7 separate regions of the Mus musculus genome follow, and regions 1, 2, 3, 4, 5 and 7 are each linked to region 6. A link is a contact called in public HiCAR-type, HiChIP or PLAC-seq and promoter capture Hi-C data. All regions are on one chromosome and are shown on one strand. Each heading gives the region's core, a stretch centred on a gene start, on an enhancer-like site or on the middle of the called end of the contact. The rest is flanking DNA. Distances are from core to core; before and after follow the strand shown. Region 1 holds the start of Naxd (NAD(P)HX dehydratase). Region 2 overlaps Col4a2 (collagen, type IV, alpha 2). Region 3 holds the start of E230013L22Rik (RIKEN cDNA E230013L22 gene). Region 4 holds the start of Ankrd10 (ankyrin repeat domain 10). Region 5 holds the start of Col4a2 (collagen, type IV, alpha 2). Region 6 holds the start of Abhd13 (abhydrolase domain containing 13). Region 7 overlaps Arhgef7 (Rho guanine nucleotide exchange factor (GEF7)).

Region 1 (3,142 bases), core at 90-2,589, 1.5 Mb after region 6:
AAACCAGTTTTCTGTGTCTTTTATTCAGGAGCATCTCTAAGGGCTAGAACAGGCAGAAACACCCTATAAAATTACTGTAACAGTAACACATTTTATCAATAGTGTCACAACAACCCTATAAAATTACTGCAATAGTAACACGGTGTAACAATAGTGTCACAACGTCAAAGGGTCGAATATTCTTTAACGTTAGGTCTAAAGGAAATTCCAGTTCTCCAAACTCCAAAAGGGCAGTTCAAACATCCAGATAAGTTCAACCTGGACTGCAGAATTCCTGGGTGTTAGATAAAAGCTAGCATTCCTCAGGAATTTGTAAAGCTGCTTCCCCTAGGCTTCTGGGCAGAAAGGACAGATACATAAATAGCTACCTGTGGTGTTTCTGAGCATTTCAAAGCTCATGCTGCCCTCCAGGCTCCCTCAGTATCACAAGTTATCTGCTACACGTTTCAAAGTCCATGCTAACCTTCTCACCTCACCGCCTCCCATGCCCACCCCACCCGTTTATTCTCCTTACTGTTCTTGCTGTGTGTTCTCTCTGCTTCTCTCTATATATCCTTCATCTCCTGCTGTTCTCCCCTCTCTGATAGCCCTGGCCATGTCCAGTCTAGTTCTTTCTCTCTCTGCTCTGAACTCTCACAGATGCCTCTGTCTGGTCTCTGTCTCTGTCTCTGTCTCAATCTACAATAAAAACCCTTTGGTTAGCCATACCACAGAGAGGTCAAGACGCCAGTTTATACACTTAGGCCATCGGTTTGTGTCACTTTGTAGAAAACAACCCAGGCGGCTACTGTCCTCAGCCAGGCTTCATACAGGGTACAAGTGGAAGTATCAAAGACAGGTCAAAAGCAGTATCAAAGGCACAAGAGGCATGGGTATGAAAGAACTAAGTCAGGATGCTTTCCGGTTTGGGGGCGTAAGCTGTTGTAACCATGAGGTTGCCTATCTTACTATTGAGACAACAAAGACCTCGAGGAACCGAGGCCAGAAAATGGTTTGAGAGATGCTAAGCCTTAGACCTAGCTGTGGGACGCACCAGGGCCAAAGACATCATCTAGTTGGGCAGCACAGCTATGGACAGGCTGCCAAGGAAGCTGACCTCCAAGGGAATCGTGAACCATCAAGTTCACGAACAAAACGCTATAGAATAAAAAAGAAATAGGTCCCTAAACCGCCAAGGTTCTTCAGTGAGCCGGCTACCACAACGCTTAACCTGGGGCCAGGCCGGATTGGGTGCCTCGCTGGTCAAGCGGAGTAAGCGGAGGGTAATTGATGGACGCTGACCCTGGGGGTGGGATGAACCCGGAGTACGCTTCCGGCGGTGCAGGAAGCTGGGGCCGCCGGGCGGAGCCCAGAAGACCAATGGCGGTGGCCCGGCGTCCGCGCGGGGACACCTGGGAACCCGGAAGTGCGCTGGACCGCCATGGGAGTCCGCTGTGTGGCAATCCGCGCCTGCGGGGGAGGTAAGATCGATCCGGGCGTCCCGCGGATGGCCGTTCACGCCTGTGGGGCTGCGGCGGCCGTGGTGGCGCTGCTTTCCGCCGCGATCGCGCTCCAGTGGTCGCCGCTGTACGCAGGTACCGGCCGGGGTCGCTTCTGCCTGGCGCTTGCGCGTTCAGCGCCGGGAAGCCGGTGGGACCGGCCTGCGTGAGGACTAGGCTCCCCCCGCTCCCCCGAGTTATTGGGGGCCTATGCAGGAGATGCGGGCCGTTTCCTGAGCTGGATCGCGTCCACACACTGGCTCGACTTGCCACACCTATAGAAAGGCTTTTGAATAACCCTTTATTTAGAGACTGTTTTTCTCTTGGTAATTGCCTTTCTTTGTGCGCACTGAGGTTTCATTACTAGATTGACTTGCTAAATGTCTGGCAAAGACCTGGTAGAGTTCTGGGCTTTAGACCTTTCAACTGGCTGTGCTGGGCTGGAGAGATGGCTCAGCGGTTAAGAGCACTGAGGTCCTGAGTTCAATTTTCAGCAACCACAGGGTGGCCCACAACCATCAGTAATGGGGTCCGATGCACTCTTCTGGTGTGTGTCTGAGGACAGACAGCTACAGTGTACTTGTATAAATAAAAATAAATAAATCTAAAAAGAAAAGAAAACGGTGCTTAGAGTGAATCTCACTTAATATAAGGACTGCTGTCGCATGCTCCGGCTTAGACTTCACATTAACTTAAAGCCCTTGGGGCACAGAAGCCATGGTTGTCTTCCTCAGCCATGGTTTCTTTACGCCAACAAAATGCAGACAGGCTCGACCTGCTTTTCCAGACTCTGGATAGTCTTGGCGACAAAGTCAATAGTATTTACATTTTAAGTTCTCTCTTAATACTTCAGGGGATAAATCCACCAGGAGTGGCAGTAAGCCAACTAAAACGTGATCCAGTGTAAAGTGTCGGAAAATCTAGTCGATTCTCCTCCAGCCTTTTACTAACCGAGCTCTCTGTCTTGGTACAAAGTGCCTGACTCGTCAGGGTATCCCAACGGCATCCTATTGTGGAACAGATTCATCGTCAAGGACAGAGAGCAACATACTGTTGAGTGACAGCAAAGCAGGAAAATGCTTGTTAGTCTCAGGTGTTATCTTAGCATTCTCTCCCTGTGGGGTGCAGACTTTTGGTTTGCTGTCTGTTGCTATGTTAATCACCCTGACCAAAAGCAACCTGTGGGGAAAAGGTTTATTTCAACTTGTATTTCCAGGTCGCAGCCATCTTTAAGGGAAGTCAGGCAGGAACTGAAGCAGAGACCATGGTGTAGCTCTGTTTCTTCTGTCACCCAATGCCACCTGCTCAGGAGTGGCACTGCTTCCTGTCAGGTCCCACATCAATCAAAATCCAAGACAGCCCCCCACGGACATACCACAGGCTAACTGATCTGTGTTGTCCTCAGCTGAGACTCCCTCTTCCCAGGTGGCTCTTGGTTGTGTCAAGTTAACATAAATACTAACCATAACTAGGGGTGTGTTAACTTAGTGATATTAATTGGGAAGTTTGCCTGTTACAAGAATGTTAGGCCACGGACAAGTTAAAATAAGTAAATATTAAATATTAAACTCCCTAAAATACCCCTTGTCTTAGAACATTCCATCCTTCCACAACTGAAGTGTTCTTGAAGTGTAGGAGTGGTCTGTGGTAGATGCACCTGTTTC
Region 2 (2,902 bases), core at 355-2,854, 1.4 Mb after region 6:
AAGTGACATGAACAGTCATCACCGATGCCTCGGCCACCCACAGACTTTCCTCCCAGTCCATCGTCTGTGGTCCATCTCCTAGCCTCTCCACCTCAGAAGTCACTTTTATACCCTTTTATCTTGTCCCTAATCCATATCGCCACCAGCTCTGTTCTGTTCTGCTCTTCTTCCCCCATACCTGTCCTGCCTTGCCTGGCTTCACACCTGAGTCCCTTTCTACAGGAGCATGCCCCAGGCTGCCAGTGGGTTTCCAGAACCACATGGCCATCTCCGGTGAGAGCTCACTCTCTCGGAATGTACAAGGCTGGTTGGCCACACCCCCCACCTCAGTTTCCCTCAGAGAATGAGCATAGTGACAATATGTGTCCTGAGTTTTACAGGAATTAAAATCTAATGTGTTAACAAAGGTGGAAATGGCTCTTAGCAAAGATCCAAGGCTGTTAGGTATGTGCTGACTCAGTCCTGGGGAGGAATTCATTCTAATGTCACTTGAAGTCATTGTTGCAAGTGCTGTCAGGGTAAGCATGGGAGCAGGCTCCCAGTGTCAGTAGTTGGCATACTTTACTTTAACAAGATTAAAAGACAGATTATGAGTTATTGACTTAATTACTCTAAGAGAAGTGGGGTATGATAGCCCCTTGGACTAACTGGAATTAGGCAATCACAGTTTTCCTTGGGATTATCCCCAAGGGAGGTTAACAAATAAGGGACTTGCCCTCTGTTCCCTAGAGCTGAGTCATGTGACCCTGGAAAGACTCAAAACTTTCAAGCCAGAGGACAGGTTTCCTAACTTCGCCTGCAGGCTGAGAATGACTGCCACCTGGTGTTGGCTACTGGAACTGCACTATTATCCCCCTTGGCCCTGTTCCTTCCACCAGGAATGTTGATTTCATTTCAAATTTTCAAAACTGAGATATCCAGTAAACATTAAAATTATTTCCTTTTTAGGCTTTTACAGACTTCTGTCAATACACACCCCTTTTCCTCTACAACTTTTGACCCCCTGTGAACCACAGCGGTCCCACTAAGGTCCTACCCATTGCTAAGCATGTTCAAGTTCAGCTCAGTCATGCTTAAAGCAGCCAGGTTCAGACATTACCGGCCTGAGCTTTCTGGAGGAGGAACACCCAGCATTCCAGAGCCTGCCTCACCCGCGCCTTGGCTGCCCACGATATTTCATTATCTAATCAGATGCTGAGCAGGGTCTGATACTCAGGCCTCCTTCCATGAGCCTGGGTGGTCTCCTTGATGACTTCATCATGAGGGCCCGGGGAGCATTCTGTCTGCTGTGTAGACAGAGAAGCCAAACCCTCTAAGGAGCCAACAATCAGCAGTTCCCCGGGGCAGTGCAGGGCTAAGACAAGACTTTCCTGAATGGCTCCAGGGGACTACAGAACTGAATGGGGCTGGGACAGTAAGGGTGGCAGCCTTCTCTGAAGGGCAGCGCCCCCTCGGTTGAACCTCAGAAACTGTGATGTTACTATAGTGGTCTTCAAAGGGGTTCAGGCTAAGGATGTAGCTCAGTGGCGAAGCTCTTACCTCGCACACGCCAGACTCTGGGCTCAAGCCTCAAAAACCACAAAAAAAAAAAAAAAAAAAAAAAAAAAAAACAGAAGGAAAGTGTTCTAAAAATAGAACTAGGGGTGAATTGGGAGGACTGTGAGTGAGGCAGAGCCAGATATGTGAGCAGCCAGCCATTCGGCAGACGGTTTGTGGAGCAAGAGGTGAGAGCCAGATGCTGGGAACTGCTTAGGAGAGACGATTAAGGGAGCCGGGCCACCAGGCCACCACTGTAGGCTCACAAGTGTCAGGCATCAGCAGGAGGTTTAATAGGAGCCTGACAGGGAGTCCCTCCTCTAGTTCAGGACAGACTTGGCTAGTTTAGAGCCTTTTTATTTTCAGCAGAATTTGGAGGATCAAACTTTTTAATCTTCTCCACTATTTTGTTTGGTGGTGTGTGTGTGTGTGTATGTGTGTGTGTGTGTGTCTAAGAAATTTTTTACAAGCCCAAAGTCTCAGTGTTTTCTTCTACCCGTTTTGCAGGTGGGAGCTGCGGATTGGTTTAGCTTTATTATTTCTCTCTCTCTCATTTGAGTCTGAGCCACTACAAGTGGATGTCCCTGAGTTGGGTCCTGGGAGTAAAAGCTGAATGTCTGCTTCAACGTGTGTGGATTTAATTAATTAACTAATCAATTGTGGGGGAGGGGCTCACGTGTGCCTTTGTGTGTGTATGGAGGTCAGAGGACAACTTTTGGGCATCAGTTCTCTCCCTCCCCCATGTGCGTCCCGGGTCCGGAACTCAGACCATCCATCTTCAGAGCAATCTCCTCTACCAGCTGAGCCATCTCACCAAGCCAGACGCCATTTGCTTTTTAACCACAATCTGTTAAATAGCTTTGGAAAGTAGCTCTCAGTCTCTTGTGTCACGTACTGTTAGGTGGGTACTCTCTCGTTTCCCTTGCAGGTGACATAACACGTCCACACACGTGAACCGTCACCCTCATGAACAGTAGACAGTTCCAAATCCTAGGGCACAGAACACGTGTCCTGGATCCTGAAGGAGCCCTTTCTGCCATCATGGACATCTTGTGAATTCGCCAGTGTATGCCATCAGCTTGCAGAAATTCATTAGGACTTAGGAATTCCCCAGGATCGTCAAGAGTCGTGGTCTACTGCCCTCAGAGGAAGGGAGAGTCTGCAAGGGGCTGGGGAGGGTAGGAGGGTCTGGGGCTGGTGCCCATGAAAGGTGAGGCAGGAAGAGTCGGTTTAGGAAGGAGAGGGGATTTCCTACCATTCATCCTTTGCGTCACTGGGAGTCTATTCTGCTCTACCCGGAAAGGCTGCAGCCAGATTGAACATCCTGGTGTGCAGGGGCCGGTTCTGTCCTTGGGGGTGGGTGTTT
Region 3 (2,977 bases), core at 138-2,637, 1.5 Mb after region 6:
GCAGGGATTTTAAACAGTACACAATGCAGGAAAAGGTAACCCTTTAGGGTAGATGTTCCACACAGAATCCCGAACAATATTAACCCGTCTTCTCTGCTCCCTCCAGGCGACTGGCAGCCCAGCAAAGCAGGCACAAAGTTGGTGATATGGACCACTGTTGACTCTGTACCTTGTTCCCCTGAGCATGTGTACACAGACATCAAGAATGTGAAGAGGGGGCCTGGCCACCCGGCAAGGCTCCCGTCATCTGCCTTCACACTTAGGCTTCCAGGAACACAAAAGCAGCCGAGGAGGCCTGGAAATGAGTTGAACGGCTCCCGCCCCCACAGAGGGAATCAGCAAGTTCTCAGGCAGTGTTACAAAATCCCCTGCTGACCAACATTCCGGATTCATCATATCCTCGGCCTTGACGAAGAAAGTGGCTCCACCCACCAAATTGAAACAGCTAGCGGGGACACAGTTACCCTGTGCTGTGTCGGCCACACATCTATCGCTACTCCAGAAACATTAAGAGGTGTGGGGAAAGCTGACCAATTCTGCTTTCTCCTCTTACAAACCCAGAGCAGCAGGCAAGCCATTTAAGCCAAGCGTAGAGGCGGAGCTCTGTCGGAGGCTGGAAAAGGAGTCCAGAGTCTGACTAGTCTTGACTCTGAGATATTGCATTCATGAGTGCTCAGTGGCAGGTAGACAGCCTGAGAAAACTCGGAGGCTCTGCCTGCAACGCGGAGTAAAGACCAGAGCCAAAGGAAAGACAGGGAAAGTAGAAATCAGTCCATTTCCCACGGTGGCTAAGTAAGGAACGGGGAAGACAGAGGAGGGAGGGAAGCTCCCCAGACCTTCACTAACTCAGCTTGATCAGAATGTATTACATAGCCAACAGATTGATACGCGCAAGACAAGGAGTCAGGGATTAGGAGCGAGGCTTTTGAGTACATCACTCTTTTTTGGTTTTTCAAGACGGGTTTCTCTGTATAGCCCTGGCTGTCCTGGAACTCACTCTGTAGACCAGGGTGGCCTCGAACTCAGAAATCCTCCTGCCTCTGCCTCCCAAGTGCTGGGATTAAAGGCGTGCGCCACCACACTTTACACAACATAAAAAGTCAGAACTTGGGAGTTTCATACATTGGAAACCTCTCTCCCTGAAACTATACCATACTATTTCCGGGTTCGTTTGTTTCACTTAAAGTATCTTATTTCTTTATCATGGAAAAGGGAGAAGACAGAAGCAAATTAATCGGGAAAGTCCAAGACGAAGTTGTACACGCACTAAAAATAATTCACTACCTATCTTAAAAATGCCAGTACAGGAAGCTATTCCACTCACGTGACTTGCGCACCAGCCAAGACTCGGCACTGGGTAAATAACCGTGAGTCGAGGAGGCTGGGCGATTCCAACTCTACTTCCCAGTCGCCTTACATCCAGCAGAGTGGTCCAACGCTCTCTGACTCAGTTTCCTCGTTCATAAAGAAGTCGGTAATAGCAGCGGTGCTCAACTCCCAAGGCTGCTTTGTACACCAAAGGAGGGCACCCTGAGGGGGACATTAAAGCACCTAAGAAGCGAGAGTCGTACTGATCGGAGATCTCTCCCAGGATAACCCGAATCTTCGCGAAGACGCACAGAGTGCTGCTGAACTGGAGATTTTCTCAATCGGCAAAGCAAGGCAAGTGGGAACAGAGGTGCAATGAATGTCACAGCCCAAAGTGGAGACCCCGCGGCTGCCCACAGACGACTCCTCGACCCCGCAGAGCCCCGAAGCCCGCCTGTCCCGGCGGCGCCGCCCTCACCTGCGGTGTCCCATATGGAGATGTTGAAGGAACGCCACTGCTTCAGGTAGAAGGCGCCGCCCACGGTGCTGACCGTGTCCGGGAAGCGACGCTCCATGTAGCGCTGCAGCAGCGACGTTTTACCCACGTTCATGTCCCCCAGCAGTACGATCTTCCCATCCGGCTTCCGCATAGCCGCGGAGGAGATGACCCCTGCGCTTCTCGGTCACCCGCCCAGGATGCCAGGGGACGCGGACCCCGGCCTCCAGGGACCCCGAACTCTAGTGGCCCTGGCCTGAGATCCGAACTCGATGAAGTGCCAAAGAGGAAGCGCGCCACAGCTCTGTACCGGAGTGTGAACGCAGCCCTGCGACCACGTGGGTGCCCGGCCGCCACGCCCACCCCACGCCCCCTGGTCCGCCTAGGCCCCGCCCCCAGTCTTCTCCCAAGCCCCTTCCACACTCCCCATCACCCCTGCCTCGTTCCTATTACTCCCTATCTCTCCTTCCCCAAATTCCCTTTCTCTGCCTGCTAAATCTCAGCCCCACGCCCACCCCTCCCCATTCTTTCCCATTCCCCCTCCCTCAAGGACCGTCCTGCGTCCGTCCCTATAATCCCAAACTCCGTTCCTCCTTTATTTTTCTGCCCTTCCCAGAGCCCTGGCCCCTACCTCCCGCCCCAGCTCCTTCCCATACCTTCTCCAAGCCCTTCTCCAGCCCAGCCAGCCCTTTCCTGGAACCCCTCTCCACTGGCCCAACCCACGCCAGCCTCCCTCTTCCCGCACCCCTGACTCTAGCAGGGCTACAGTACCGCTTTTTTTTTTTTTTTTTACAGTCCCCACCCTTTGAAAGCCTGTATGTCGCCAAGTTTGGAGCCTAGGACCTGGGTCCTAAGGTGAAAGTTCCAGAGCGCCTTCCTTCGGACGCTCCAGTTCCTCCAAAAGCCCGGGTAGCCGCGGAGAGGCCCAGGACCTGGTGTTTGTCTAGTCACAGGCTCCCTTGGCTCTGTTTCGCTTCCCAGCCTGTGCCCAGCGCTCCTCCTCGGTGCACCTTGGTTGCACCCACACAGGTGGAGAGTTGCCTGGCTGGGAAAGTCCCTTGGAAGTCGGCTAAGATTTAAGGGAGAATGTGGATGGGTCGGGGACACCGGGAGGTGCCTGCTAGGTTCGCTTTTTACTTCTGCAAGAAACCTTGAAGGGAAAACTTGACTTTG
Region 4 (2,897 bases), core at 204-2,703, 1.7 Mb after region 6:
GCCAGTTTTCCGGGAATAAATAAGCCCCATAAATTACTGGGTAACCTGAGCATCACTGGTAGGTACAACCTAGGGAAACACGCTGGAAACCTACAGGAGGGAGAGCAGTAACACATGGCCCGGCTGGGGTGAAAGGCTCAGCCTTTTCGCCTCTAAGAGCTTTCCGTAATAGTTGGAACGGGTTAACAAGATGGTTCCGTATCTTAAGACCATCCAGGTTTCAGATAGGAAAGCTCAGAACTACAACGTCCTCGCCTCCGCTACAATACTGGTCTCCAAAGTCAAGTCTACAACTCGTTCTCCGTAGACGTGAAAATGCTCCTTTAGCTTTAGATCAAATTCTGGTAAACAGTACAGCGTGAATTTTGCCGCTTTATGGCGCAGAAGCACTTCTGTGTGCAGGTTAACTAAGGCGACCACGAGAAGGTGGATTCCCAGCGACTACCTGCACCCAACTGCATGCCACCTTTCAACACCAGGAGAACGGGGCCAATTAGCGCAGCTTACACAGGACGGTCCCGGTGGAGAGGGGGCCGATAGGCATGGCCGCGACCCCGCCGTCGGCCATAGCAGGTGCAGACTTGACACCCCCGGCTACGAGGGCAGCGCCCATCCCTCCGTGCCTTCAGGGGGCCCTGCACCCGGTTTCCATTAGACAGAAGCGCGAGGCCCCCAGTTTCCTCCTCGCCACGATTCCCGAAGCCCGGCGGCCTCCGCGCAAACGGCCTCAACTGCAGTCTGCCCGCCCCGCTCGGAAGAGCCACAAGTGTGCACATGCGCCCTGGATCCTTCGGGGGAGCCGGCGAGACGGACCCCATTTCCGCCCCGCCTCCCAACACTCCCCGCGCCCCCGGAGGTCCTGGGTCGCGCGCCGCCCGCCGCACATGCGCCTTGAAGCCCTCGAGGCGCCCGCGGCGTCTGAGCAGCTTCCGCGCCCCCCACCCCCCACCGTCCTGGGTCGCAGACCGCGCGGTACCGCACATGCGCCCTGGAACTCTCAGGGGTTGCGCTGCCGCTGCCGACCGCGCTCTCCAGACACCGTGGGGTGCGCTCTGACCCTAACAGCACACCACGCGGAAAATGGCGCCTTAAAGTGCCCGCGCCCACCTTGCCGAAGTGCGCAGCCCAGTGCACGGGCGTCCAGCCGTAGAAGGAGTCCTCAGCGGCCAGGTGAGCGCGCGGCGTGTGTGGCAGCAGCGAACAGAGCGCGACCAGGTCCCCGTCCCGGCAGGCGCGGTGCAGCGGGAAGCGGAGCGACAGCAGCTCCTCGCTGGAGAAGCCTGCCTCCACGGCCGCGCCCGCTCCCGCTGACATGATGGGTCGCTAGGAAGCACGCGACTGATCGGCCAGAGGAATGTGCCGGTGAAGGCCTGCGAAGCTGCCGCCACTCGAACACAAAGGACAGGCGAGCTGCTGCCGCGTCCCATCCGCATCCGAGCGCAGCGAGCACTGAGGGCGGGACCTGAGCCACGGGGCGGAGCCTGCGCCTTGAGAGGGTGGGGCCTAACAGTCCGCTGCCTCCGACCGCTGCTGACGCCCGTGGTGGGGCGAGGCCCGCGCCTGGATAGGGTGGGGCCTCCCGCAGGTGGTGCTGAGGCTGGCGCCTGGGATAGGGCGTGGCCTTGGCTGCAGGGCGGGGCCTTCTCAGGGTCTGCGCAGGAACGCCGCCTTAGGCGTCTGGTGGTGAAGTTAGGGGCTGGGAGGCGATCACCGCTTGAGGAGGCCGCTACTGATGCCAACGCTGAAGGTGTAGGGGTTGAGGGTGGGCCTGCACGTTAGTGTGGTTAGAGGGACGAGACTTGCCGGGCAGTGGTGGCGCACGCCTTTAATCCCAGCACTTGGGCGTCAAAGGCAGGTGGATTTCTGAGTTCAAGGCCAGCCTGGTCTACAGAGTCAGTTCCAGGACAGCCAGGGCTATACAGAGAAACCCTGTCACGAAAAACAAACAAACAAACAAACAAAACAAAACAAAAAAAGGAGGGGGGAGACTTGGCTGCGACTGAAGCCTGAGGAGGCCGCGCCTGAGACCTCGCCTGAAGCCGGAGGCCTACGACCCTGGCTGTAAACCTTGCCTGGGGCAAGGCCAAAGCCCAGGCCGGCCTCTCTGTGATTGGCAGCTGAAAGCCACGCCTTAACTAAAGGAGGAGAGTCTGGGATTTGGAGCGGAGCGGCGCTCTGGTCGATTCCTGGGGCGGCTGGGCGTGACCTGGCGCTGGTGGGTGTGACCTGGAGCGGTTGGAGCTCGGCCGCAGGTTCCTGCTGAGGACGATGCCTGAGGCGCTACTTCTAAATAGAGCTGCTGCTCTGCCAGGCACACTCGCGAGTGGGGACTCAGGACTCTGGCAGCCGGCCCTGGCCTGCTTCCGCGGTTGCCTGAGTTCCTCCAATTAGTGTTTATTGGGCGCCTGCGGAGCACAGCTCCTCATTAAAAACCCGAAAACAAGGGTGCAGCCAGTTAACTTCGGTATGCCTTAATTGGAATGGATGCCAGAGAGAATCGAGAGGCCCTGGCGTCTGTAACTGTAAAGCATGAGTCACGTGAGCAGGCTGGGCACATGGTGAAAGAAATTTTAGAAAAATTGACTACTAAATTCTCTTTCCAATGGTACAATGCTATGGTTGTAAAAAATTTGAAATTTTTCTTTTTTCTTTTTCTTTTTGTTCTAATTTTGGTTTTTCGAGACAGGGTTTCACTGTGTAGCCCAGCCTGGTCTACTCACTCTGTAGACCAGGCTGGCCTTGAACTCAGAAATCCTCCTGCTTCTGCTGGGATTAAAGGCGAGCACCACCACCTCCTGGCTATAAAATTTGAAAATCATACTGAGCCATTAAGGAGTAGACACTATTCATGGAAGTTTTACTTTTTTTTTTTTTTTTTTTTGGTTTTTTTCGAGACA
Region 5 (2,819 bases), core at 11-2,510, 1.3 Mb after region 6:
CACAATTAAGCAACGGTTTCTTTTAAAACTTGGAAGCTTCGGTGAGAAGCAAACGTCGTTTTTTAGGCATTTGAGGGGAAGGCAAACTGTGGAGAGGCCACACCTTGTGGCCTTTGGGCCTGCATGGCTGTCACAGCAGCAGCAGCAGCTGAAGTGTATTCTCTAGGGGCGAAGGCAGAAAGTCTGGCCGGGTTCCTCCAGAGCTGGAAGTCTGGCTCTTGCAAACATCTCCCAGCGCCCTCCTGGCCAAGCACAGCACCAGAGGAAACAAAAACTTAAAAAAAACAATTTGCGCAGGGAACAATGCGACGGAGTTTCGCTTTGGTTTCACACTCAAGTCTAAATGTGGTTATAATTTTCAGGCACGCACTCATAAAAGGCAAGAGTCGAGGCAGAGACTTTTAGGATGCGGAGAAGAGCCCCGCGTCTGTTCTCAAGCGTGCCGTAGGCTACACAAAAGTCGTGGGAAAGCAAAAATACAGATGTTTCCAGGCAAACGGCCCAAAGCTGTTCAGCCTCAACCATCACGGTCTCCAAACAACCAGAAACACACCCAAAGCGGTTCCCCCTGCACATGAGTGTAGGACTCTGAGTGGCGTGGGGTGTGCCTGGCCACCCTTCCAGCCCCGACCCACTCGCGCGCCCCGCCGCTGAGAGCCTTGGCGATGAGGGTTCAAATCTCACTGGCTCCTCGGTACCCTCACCCCGCCGTGGTACACGCTAAGCTTCAGTCCCTTCCTAACTCTCCCGCACCCAGTGTATAACAAAGGAGGTTCCGTAATGGATGTGCGATCGCTGCCCACAGGGACTAGGAGAGGGAGACCCGGGGGAAGAATGCACCTGGCCGTGCCACCCGCGGTACCCTCGAGGGCCAGGCGGCTTGACTGCGCCAGGCGCTGGACAAAGAGGCCTCGCGGGGCGTCAGGGGTGCAGGGAGGGAGGCTGGGGAGCGCAGCCCGCAGGGAACTCACCTTCGCAGCTGCTCGGCTGCGCTCCTCGTGGAGCAGAAGGGCGGCGAAGAGCAGCAGAAGCCAGACGCTGAGCCGGGGCCCCATGGTGGCGCGCCCGGGGCGGCAGGGGACCAGCAGAGACGGCGGGGAAATGCAGCCCAGTTCCCGTGGGCCACGGCGAGGTGCTCAGTCTCGGAGGGCCCGGGCGTGAGCCCTGCTCACCGTCCCGGGTGCGGTGACTCTGCGCAGAGACCTGAGCGCGCCGCCCGAGGAGCTCCCCAATTTGTTGGCGCTGCCCCCTCCCCTCGGCAGTGCGCGGGCGGCGTCTCCAAGGGGAGGACCCTGCGGCGCGGGTAAGAGGCGGAGGCTGCGCGCCGCTCGGGACTTGGTGTCGCAGGGAGTCCGAACGCCGGGGCTCTGCGCTCCGCACCCAGCTCCTCCCGCGCCCCGATTCCACGAGCCCCTTGGCTCGCCAATCCCGGGCAAGCACCAGCAAGGCACGCCGGGGCCGAGAGTCCGGCGCCCACGGAGCAGAGCCAGGCCGGCCTGGCCGCCGGTGTGCCACGGGCCAACGCTTCTTCAGGGGCCCATGCGCGCGGGCAGCAGCTCCTGACCCTGAGGTGAGAGCGACCCCCGGGAGGCACAGAGAGCCAGGCCCCAAGTCGCGGACCTGTAGCGCCGGAGTAGGCTGAGGCTGCGCGCTCCGTTGGATCGGAGCTGGGGGAATAGGGATCGCGCTGCATGGGCTGAGGAGCTCCAGGCAGGGCCTACGGAGAAGAATCTCCCTTTTTCTGTCTCCTGATGGGACAGAACTTTGGTCACCCCGCAAGGAAACGAGGGACATTATGCGGAGTCAGGGTGCTAAGATGACGATGCTCTCTCTGCCTGCCACCTTTGCTAACCCGCTTTGTCTCTTGCCTCCAGGTTAGGAAGGGATCGAGCCGAGTCTAGAGCTCAAAGACTGGGATCATGGACCGAGTGCGGTTCAAAGCGTCTGGCCCTCCCCTGCGAGGGTAAGTCGCCTTCTGCCTGGTCTCCTAGGTGAAGGGGACCTTGCATGCATATTTCAGGAGTTGACAAGTTGGGGCCCGCATGTTTTGGTCGCTTTCTTACCCTCCCTCCCTCTCCTGTGCAGGTGGCTGCTGCTAGCAACTGTGACAGTGGGACTCCTGGCTCAGAGCGTCTTGGGGGTAAGTACCGCTTGAACTCCACGGCGCTTGGAGTTCCGCGCCCGTGACGGGTTGGGACGCTCGCGGAGCCTCGTGGAAGACAGGCTCGTCGAGCCCACCTGAGTGTGCGTGTGCATTGTAGGTGTGTGCTACTGTGTCTGCCAGCCGCTCGTCCCGTGCAGTGCAGGAGTCGGCCCTCTCTAGGGAGCTAATAATTAAAACGTAGCCTCAGGCACCTTTTGCTGCCAAGCTTTGGCCTTAGCAGCAAGGGAAGAATGTCTATCACTAGGCCACGAGGCGCACGGACAGAGGGGGCTGGGAGCAAAGAGTTTCCAGAAACTCAGAGGTGGTGTCCAGGCACTGTGGTGGGCAGAGAGCATCTTGCTTAAATATGAGTCTCTGGGGAGGGGCGGGGCAAGGAGGAGACAGCCTCCTGCTTTAAGGTTGTTCGGGGACAAAGGGATAGAAACCGCGGTCTCTTCCAAACCTTGAGTAGGCCCTGAAGAGCCACAGACCAGAGGGAGGCCTGTGGTCCCTGGCTTCTGTGACTTGTTTACTGTACCTGTTGCTCCTTGAAAGACCAAACCAGGCCTGCCAGAACAGCCTTTGAACTGAACTGGAGAGATGCTCTGGGGCTCCCTCGCATTTTAAATGTAGCCACTCCTTATACCAGTACCAGTGTGTGTGTGTGGGGGGGGGG
Region 6 (2,776 bases), core at 112-2,611:
AAGCCGGCCGGGCGTTTCCGCCAGCTGCTTGCCGCGCAGGCGCAGTGGGAACAGGCGAGCCTGCCGGCTTTTAAAGGCACAGGCGAGGCAGGGGCGGGCCGGCGCGGCGGCTCAGAGCGCCTGCGCAGCGCGCCTCCACTGTCTCTGCCTGTAGCAAAGGATGTTCGGTCCCTCGCCGCTGGATGTCATCGTTGAGCCGAATTTGAGGAACTTGGAGCCTGGGTTGCTGCCCTGACAGGACTGGCTTCTGAAGACTTCCAGGACAGAAGAGAATCCTCCCACCTAAAAAGTCTAGGGCTCCAGAAAAAGACTTTTGCAAAATTAATTCAGGTTCTGTGTTCTTGGTAGCCTTTTCACTGTGCAGAAATAATACATAATAATAAAAATAATTATGTATTACATAGTAATAAATAATTCATGGCGCAGAAACATACTTACATGGACTAAAGGCTTTTCAATGGTGCTCGGTGATTTGGAATAAAGCTAGCTGATAGTGTTATTGAACACCTTACTGTCACTCAATAACTATACTAGATACTCAAAATAGAAGTATAAACGTACGCTCCACGTCTCAGAAACTCTTACTTTCCACTGGCATTGGTGGCTATGACCTGCCCTACTCCACCAATAAGAGTTCAGAAATTATAGGCAAAGTGTGGGGAACACTTTCTTTGAAGGTGAAACTTTGCAGTCCTGGTGAGACACTAGAGTGTCAATTGCTTTCAGGGGTTGTCTAATGTGTTTACGCTGCATTTCACAAGGCCGACAGTCCAGGGCTAGTTTAAAGTGGGGCCAGATCCTACGGCTCCGTGTGGCCAGTTATTTTCTCTGTAGTTTCCCTTAGTCTCACGATAGTTTCCCTGTGGTGTTGCAAAGCCACACGTTACTGTACAGGAGCATCAGCGGTGCTCGTACAGCTTGTACAACTCTTACACATCCGTGTCTTATTCAACTGCTCCTGCGCTCCGACGTCAGGCACAGGTCGGGCTCTGCTTTACTGATACGAAAGAACCACAAATTATGAGCCGAGAAAAGCTATTAGTTAATTCAAAGCTCTTGCTCTAATGTGCTTTTTAGCTGCATGGTTAATGGAGAACCAAATTTGTTTTATCCTCAGAGTGGGGGGAAAAAAAAGTAAAAAGGAAGGGCATAACTACCTGAAAGTTAGGCATGGTGGAAGAGAAAGTTTAGTGCAGATAAGTGAAAGAGCATAGCCAAGAGCAGGCACATTTGGGAGAGGAGGGGAGAAGAGGAGAGAAGAGAAACTCCTTGTTCTCCGAAATGTGTTCAGGCAGCAGTTGACTGGAAACGCCGAGATGTATCTTGCCCCTACGGGCTACCGTAGCATGAAGGCGGAGCCCAGTGTCCTGCGCATGCGCATAGGGGTGCACAGGTTGGCTTCGCGCTCCCGGGAGGAAGCTGGAGAACAGGTTATGTGGGGGCCGGCGGGGTTATTTGCCAGGGACACCGCGCGCGAGCCGGAAGTGGAGGCTGCGCCAGCTGGGCCCGCCGCGCCGCAGGAGCTCCGGGCTAGACAGTGGCGACGGCGGCCCCTCGGCGGGAGGAAGACGATGAGGAGCGGCGGGGGCGGCGCGGGGCCTCGCTGCAGCGCGGAGCCGGGTTCCGAGCCCGCGGCCGACTGCGCAGCCCGCCCGCGAGCCTGAGTAAGTGCGGCGGGGACGCGGGCGGCCTCCCCGACCTCCTCACCCCGCAGCTCGGATTCGGGAGCCCGTATCTACTCCCAGAACAGTCGGCCAGCAAACCCCGGGCTTGGGTCGGAGGGACTGGGCGCGTTTGTCTGTAACAGGTGCAGACCTGCTAACCTCGCAGCTGCGGGCGACGGGGCCATAAAATCCAGAGAGTTGTCGCACACTTGAAGTCACTGGGCCTCTTTTTTTTTTTAGCCATTGGTGTGAAGCGAGAATGCATCAGGGAGTGTGCTTGGCTGAGCTGGCAACCTAAAGTAAACCTTTAGTTGTGCACTTGTCTACCAGGCAGCAGGAACCAAGTGACACACTGGCTTTAAGTTTGAACGTTGGGTTTTGTTTTGTTTTTTGTCGATCTGCTCTGTCTTTTGGCATGAATTAGTCCTTATGTGTGTGTGTGCTTAGACATGTTCTTCTCTAAAGCACTGTTTTATCTCACTGAGAATTAATGATTGGCAGTGCAGAGTTATGTCACAGCTGTGCTACCAAAGACTTGACTCAGTTGAGCTGGGATTGAGTTGGACTTGCTCTGTACCTTCGGCCTTGCTACGCGTTGAAAGCGTCCGATGGAGTAACATAAGGTCACTGCCATCACGGAACTCCCAGCCTATATAAGCAGGCTCATCACCCCCTTAGTAAATAGTGCCACATGAGTCGGCCCAGGCTACAGGATGGAACTGGTGACACTGGGAACGAGGTCCGAGGAAAGCTTGCTGGAGGACCTGTAGTCTGAGCTGGGTCTCCACAGAAAAATAAAGCTTCACTCTAATAACTTGAGTCACTGCCGTGATTTAACTGGGATTCGCAGTGCTTACTGAGACTTGCTTTGCTGCGATAGATAAGAAAATGCTTGAATTTTGACTCAGAGGTGGCAGCATTTTATCACCACATCCTGGAAATAGGTATTAGAAAGACCGGGCAAGCAGAAGGCTAGCTGACTTGTACATGTACAGCCACAGGTAGCACTTGGCCTGCTGCCTTTCGCCGGAACGTTGGATGCTCTCCCAGACAGTTCAGAAACTCAGGCACTGGGCTGTCAAGTCTTTGTTTCTCTAGTTCGTTCATCCTCC
Region 7 (3,071 bases), core at 180-2,679, 1.8 Mb after region 6:
GCACATTTTGATCAATTATCAAGCATAAAGGGTATCTCTAGGGAAACCAGAAAGGTCTTTAGAAGATTTCTAGTCCTGATTATCTCCTGGTGAAAGCTTGCAAGTTAATATTGTAGAGAACCTTTCGCACCATTCCTGCGACATGACCTGGGCAGAGCAAGTGTCAGGCCACTGTTGCCTTTCTAGAGTACATGCAGAGCCCTCTGCTCGGTGGCCTCGCTAATCAGCAAGCAGCTGTGAACATTCTTACACCGGGATTTTGGTGGCTATGATTTCTCCTGGGCAAACAACAGCTGGGGCCTAGGGTAGAAACAAGTTTAACTGTGGAAGAAACTGCCTGTTTTTCTGGTCCACTCTCCCAAGTCAGGCTCAAGGTTGCGTTTCAGCCTCGCCGACCCTGACATTGTGAACATTCTCCTTCTTCTCCCTCTGCTAGGCGTGCAGTGTTGGCTGGACTTTTAATGTGTTCTCATGTGTGTGTGCGCCCGTGAGTGAGTGGGAATGTATATGAGTGGACCCTGATGGTTGATGATGTTAGTTTTTCATTTGTTCATTGACTATGTGCAAACTGTCTTTAGAGAGGCATGAAGGACTCTCCCATGTTGTTTTGTCTTGTAATAATCCTAGACATGTTGTTTTTCACTACAGTCTCCGGTGCCCTTGACTATGTACATTTTAGAAAACACTATGGACTTCTGAAACCACAGGTGTTTCCCCTCTGCCCTGAGATGGTGTATTGCTGTGTTGCCTGGACTTAAATTTATCAGCTCAAGTGATAGACCTACCCCTCTCTCAAGTAGCTGGAACTGAACTTCTATTCTAAATGGTGTGATCTGCTGTGAACTTGAGGCCCAGTAAATATTGCTGGATTAACTTATTATCCACTTGATCCAACAACTCAGTTAGGCTACTGGCCTTAAACTGGAGATAAGGAAATAGACCTAGAGGGGTCAAGTGACTCCCCTAGTGACATGTTTGTTATAGCGCTAGAGCTCTTCACTCGTAATGTTGACCCCTTAGTTTTCCAAACAGCGATGTTCATTGGAGTTCTAGTTACATGTACCCATGTACCAGACTTCAGAGAGTTATGTGGGCCAGGACGTCTTAAGGTAACCCATGGAAAGAGCCTCAACTAGTGTGTCCACAAAAAGGAGCCTGTAGTCATAAGGACACATAGCCAGTTTGGCTGTCCCTGCTCCTCTTCATAACATTCCTCTCCTACGTCACACAAAAAGGCAGACTGTCACCCATTTCTTGTCTTCCTCAGATGTACTGCAAAAAGATGAAATTCTTTTCTTGTCACTTAAAGGACAATCACAAACATGCTTTATAAAAAAGAAAACAAAAATGAAATGAAACACCCAGGGTGTTAAGACTTCAGTGACCCTAATGGCAGAGACTCTGTGACTCTGGGTTCAGTGACCCCAGTGGCAGGGACTCTGTGACTTTGGGTTCAGTGACCCCAATAGCAGGGACTCTGTGACTCTGGGTTTTCTAATTCCTTGCTTTCATAGACATTATAGGAGGCTCTAGTGAAGCTATTAACATTTAAAATCTCTGAATGGGTAATAGGCCACATCTGGAGTTTGGCTTTTGTCACTCATTAGGTGTCAAAGAATAAGTCCCATTACAAAGCTCCCATTCCCACATGCTCGTCTTTATGGATGGCCACTCAGCACACACATGGAGAGAACAGTCAGGAAGAGTTGGTGGTGGACAACACTTCATTCTAGCAAAGTGGTAAAATCCACAGATGAAAACCAATCTGGGTCTGCCACCAAGTCTGAGACCTGAGTTTGATTCCTGGGACCCACATGGGTGAGAGAAGAGAACTGACTGCTACACTTTTCCTTTGGACTCCACACACACCATGGCACGCATGCCCCACACAGGTATGTGTAATTTAAAAACCACATTTCTCACTAATATGTAAATCCTCAAGGTGTTTTGCTTTTTATAGTTAACAATTATCAAAATCAATGTATGCTGCTTCCATTATTTTATATACTCATCATACAAGAAAAGAAAATAACAATTAGCCTGTGGTTTCATAATCAAATGTAGAGATGAAGAGATGAGTCTAATTATTTGTAGTGTTTACCTTCTCTGAAGTTATCTCGAATGCTGAACTGCAACATTGTCCTTGGGGGAAATACAGGGCTAGGAAACCAAAAGACCCTGGTCATATTTTTATTTTGCATGTACTTGTAGATGTGAGCATGTGTGCACATGGCTGGTCACAAAATTCTGCCAACGAGTGAATACATGACCTTATTTTATGGGCATTTTTGGAGAATGTATGCTATAAATGTTATGTATTTACTTACAATAAGCCATCATCTCAAGTACAGTACTGTGTAATCTACCATGGCTGTAGTGGTTTATCACATATGCACATATACAGAATGTTCATAATCAGACAGTAATTGCAGCCCACACACACATACTGGGCGCTGTATATAGTAGGAATGCAAAAAAAAGTCTTAAGAAAAGTACTCTGCAAAGGTCACATGGTTGGCTTCATGAAAATGTTAAAATTGCCCCGTAGGGGGCGCTAGCTGCAAGTTGAATGTACTTTGAACTCTGACCTTGGGGAGACTGGAATTAGTTCGGTAGAAGGGGAAGATGTGGGTAAAGATGGCTGTCCCTTAGAAGACTGGCTTTTTTTTTTTTTTTTTTTTTTTTTTTTTAAATAGACTTAAAGTGGCTTAAAGCTTGAAGCATTGCTTAGTCTCGTCTGTTTGGCTTGTCACCTCCAGTCTTTGACTCAAGGGACAAACGCAGTGGAAGCAAGGCTGCATTCAAGTATGAGCTCCCAGTCTTCCTGTCTTAGGATTTTTTCCCCCCAAGGCAGACTTGGATTGTTATTTTAGCTGCTGTGGGGATACTTTGTGTTGTCTTGCTGACAGTATTTATTCCAGTGCCATGTTCGATCATTTCTAGGACTTGGTCAGTGGTTTCTACTGCCCTTCCAGGCCAAATTTCCTCTAGTTTTCCTTCTTGTTTCCACTCTCCACTCATTTGCTGTGCAGTAGTCATTATGGTTTTGATGTTATTACTTATATTTTCTG

The links. Promoter capture Hi-C pulls out the DNA fragments that hold promoters and counts their contacts. HiCAR-type assays count read pairs that join an accessible place to other places. HiChIP or PLAC-seq counts read pairs in DNA pulled down with a chosen protein or histone mark.
Region 1: a promoter capture Hi-C map of liver shows a contact between it and region 6, with 6 times the contacts expected there. The contact joins the promoter of Naxd here to the promoter of Abhd13 in region 6. A contact is called at or near these places in 10 of 39 promoter capture datasets (the C10 cell line, cranial neural crest, embryonic stem cells and 5 more), 1 of 484 Hi-C or Micro-C datasets (CD4 T cells), 2 of 115 datasets of contacts at active chromatin or transcription factors (astrocytes and embryonic forebrain) and 2 of 9 other capture datasets (adipose tissue and liver).
Region 2: a HiCAR-type map of astrocytes shows a contact between it and region 6, with 4 times the contacts expected there. The contact joins the enhancer-like site here to the promoter of Abhd13 in region 6. A contact is called at or near these places in 7 of 39 promoter capture datasets (the 3T3-L1 cell line, 3T3-L1-derived adipocytes, embryonic stem cells and 3 more), 6 of 115 datasets of contacts at active chromatin or transcription factors (astrocytes, embryonic forebrain, embryonic stem cells and 3 more) and 1 of 9 other capture datasets (liver).
Region 3: a contact with region 6 is called in an H3K4me3 HiChIP or PLAC-seq map of embryonic forebrain, with 6 times the contacts expected there. The contact joins the promoter of E230013L22Rik here to the promoter of Abhd13 in region 6. A contact is called at or near these places in 5 of 39 promoter capture datasets (embryonic stem cells, hippocampal neurons, liver and 2 more), 2 of 115 datasets of contacts at active chromatin or transcription factors (embryonic forebrain and pancreatic cancer cells) and 1 of 9 other capture datasets (embryonic stem cells).
Region 4: a contact with region 6 is called in a promoter capture Hi-C map of neutrophils, with 4 times the contacts expected there. The contact joins the promoter of Ankrd10 here to the promoter of Abhd13 in region 6. A contact is called at or near these places in 7 of 39 promoter capture datasets (the C10 cell line, cranial neural crest, embryonic stem cells and 3 more), 3 of 484 Hi-C or Micro-C datasets (CD4 T cells, embryonic stem cells and erythroblasts), 3 of 115 datasets of contacts at active chromatin or transcription factors (the NIH/3T3 cell line, pro-B cells and thymic regulatory T cells) and 2 of 9 other capture datasets (adipose tissue and liver).
Region 5: a promoter capture Hi-C map of embryonic stem cells shows a contact between it and region 6, with 4 times the contacts expected there. The contact joins the promoter of Col4a2 here to the promoter of Abhd13 in region 6. A contact is called at or near these places in 4 of 39 promoter capture datasets (embryonic stem cells, hippocampal neurons, liver and 1 more), 1 of 484 Hi-C or Micro-C datasets (embryonic stem cells) and 4 of 115 datasets of contacts at active chromatin or transcription factors (astrocytes, embryonic forebrain, extraembryonic endoderm stem cells and 1 more).
Region 7: a contact with region 6 is called in a promoter capture Hi-C map of liver, with 2.9 times the contacts expected there. The contact joins the enhancer-like site here to the promoter of Abhd13 in region 6. A contact is called at or near these places in 6 of 39 promoter capture datasets (the 3T3-L1 cell line, the C10 cell line, hematopoietic stem and progenitor cells and 3 more), 3 of 484 Hi-C or Micro-C datasets (CD8 T cells and pre-B cells) and 1 of 115 datasets of contacts at active chromatin or transcription factors (thymic regulatory T cells).

Annotation. Positions count from the first base shown.
Region 1 is chr8:11,496,167-11,499,308 of GRCm38.p6, forward strand. It overlaps Naxd (NAD(P)HX dehydratase), which reads left to right and starts at 1,340. Exons shown (of 10, transcript NM_001190357.1): 1 at 1,340-1,460. The coding sequence starts at 1,421.
Region 2 is chr8:11,392,162-11,395,063 of GRCm38.p6, forward strand. The region is part of intron 4 of Col4a2 (collagen, type IV, alpha 2); the gene reads left to right. Among named protein-coding and RNA genes, the nearest start is that of Gm46030, 54 kb to the left of the region's middle. Within about 2 kb of position 1,605, at least 141 of the 459 cell types and tissues checked have an H3K27ac peak or open chromatin away from gene starts, as enhancers often do. A contact at or near this core is called in 3T3-L1-derived adipocytes, astrocytes and forebrain, where this site is marked.
Region 3 is chr8:11,476,542-11,479,518 of GRCm38.p6, forward strand. It overlaps E230013L22Rik (RIKEN cDNA E230013L22 gene), which reads left to right and starts at 1,388. Exons shown (of 2, transcript NR_126558.1): 1 at 1,388-2,142; 2 at 2,600-2,977. It overlaps Rab20 (RAB20, member RAS oncogene family), which reads right to left and starts at 2,099. Exons shown (of 2, transcript NM_011227.2): 1 at 1,787-2,099. The coding sequence starts at 1,958.
Region 4 is chr8:11,634,304-11,637,200 of GRCm38.p6, forward strand. It overlaps Ankrd10 (ankyrin repeat domain 10), which reads right to left and starts at 1,454. Exons shown (of 6, transcript NM_133971.3): 1 at 1,108-1,454. The coding sequence starts at 1,314. It overlaps Mir7238 (microRNA 7238), which reads right to left and starts at 1,433; the gene lies at 1,391-1,433.
Region 5 is chr8:11,311,545-11,314,363 of GRCm38.p6, forward strand. Col4a2 (collagen, type IV, alpha 2) reads left to right here and starts at 1,261. Exons shown (of 48, transcript NM_009932.4): 1 at 1,261-1,570; 2 at 1,875-1,963; 3 at 2,086-2,140. The coding sequence starts at 1,920. Col4a1 (collagen, type IV, alpha 1) reads right to left here and starts at 1,282. Exons shown (of 52, transcript NM_009931.2): 1 at 972-1,282. The coding sequence starts at 1,055.
Region 6 is chr8:9,976,356-9,979,131 of GRCm38.p6, forward strand. Abhd13 (abhydrolase domain containing 13) reads left to right here and starts at 1,362. Exons shown (of 2, transcript NM_001081119.1): 1 at 1,362-1,664. It also overlaps a transcript of Lig4 not described here.
Region 7 is chr8:11,753,497-11,756,567 of GRCm38.p6, forward strand. The region is part of intron 1 of Arhgef7 (Rho guanine nucleotide exchange factor (GEF7)); the gene reads left to right. Among named protein-coding and RNA genes, the nearest start is that of Arhgef7, 27 kb to the left of the region's middle. Within about 2 kb of position 1,430, at least 7 of the 459 cell types and tissues checked have an H3K27ac peak or open chromatin away from gene starts, as enhancers often do. A contact at or near this core is called in liver, where this site is marked.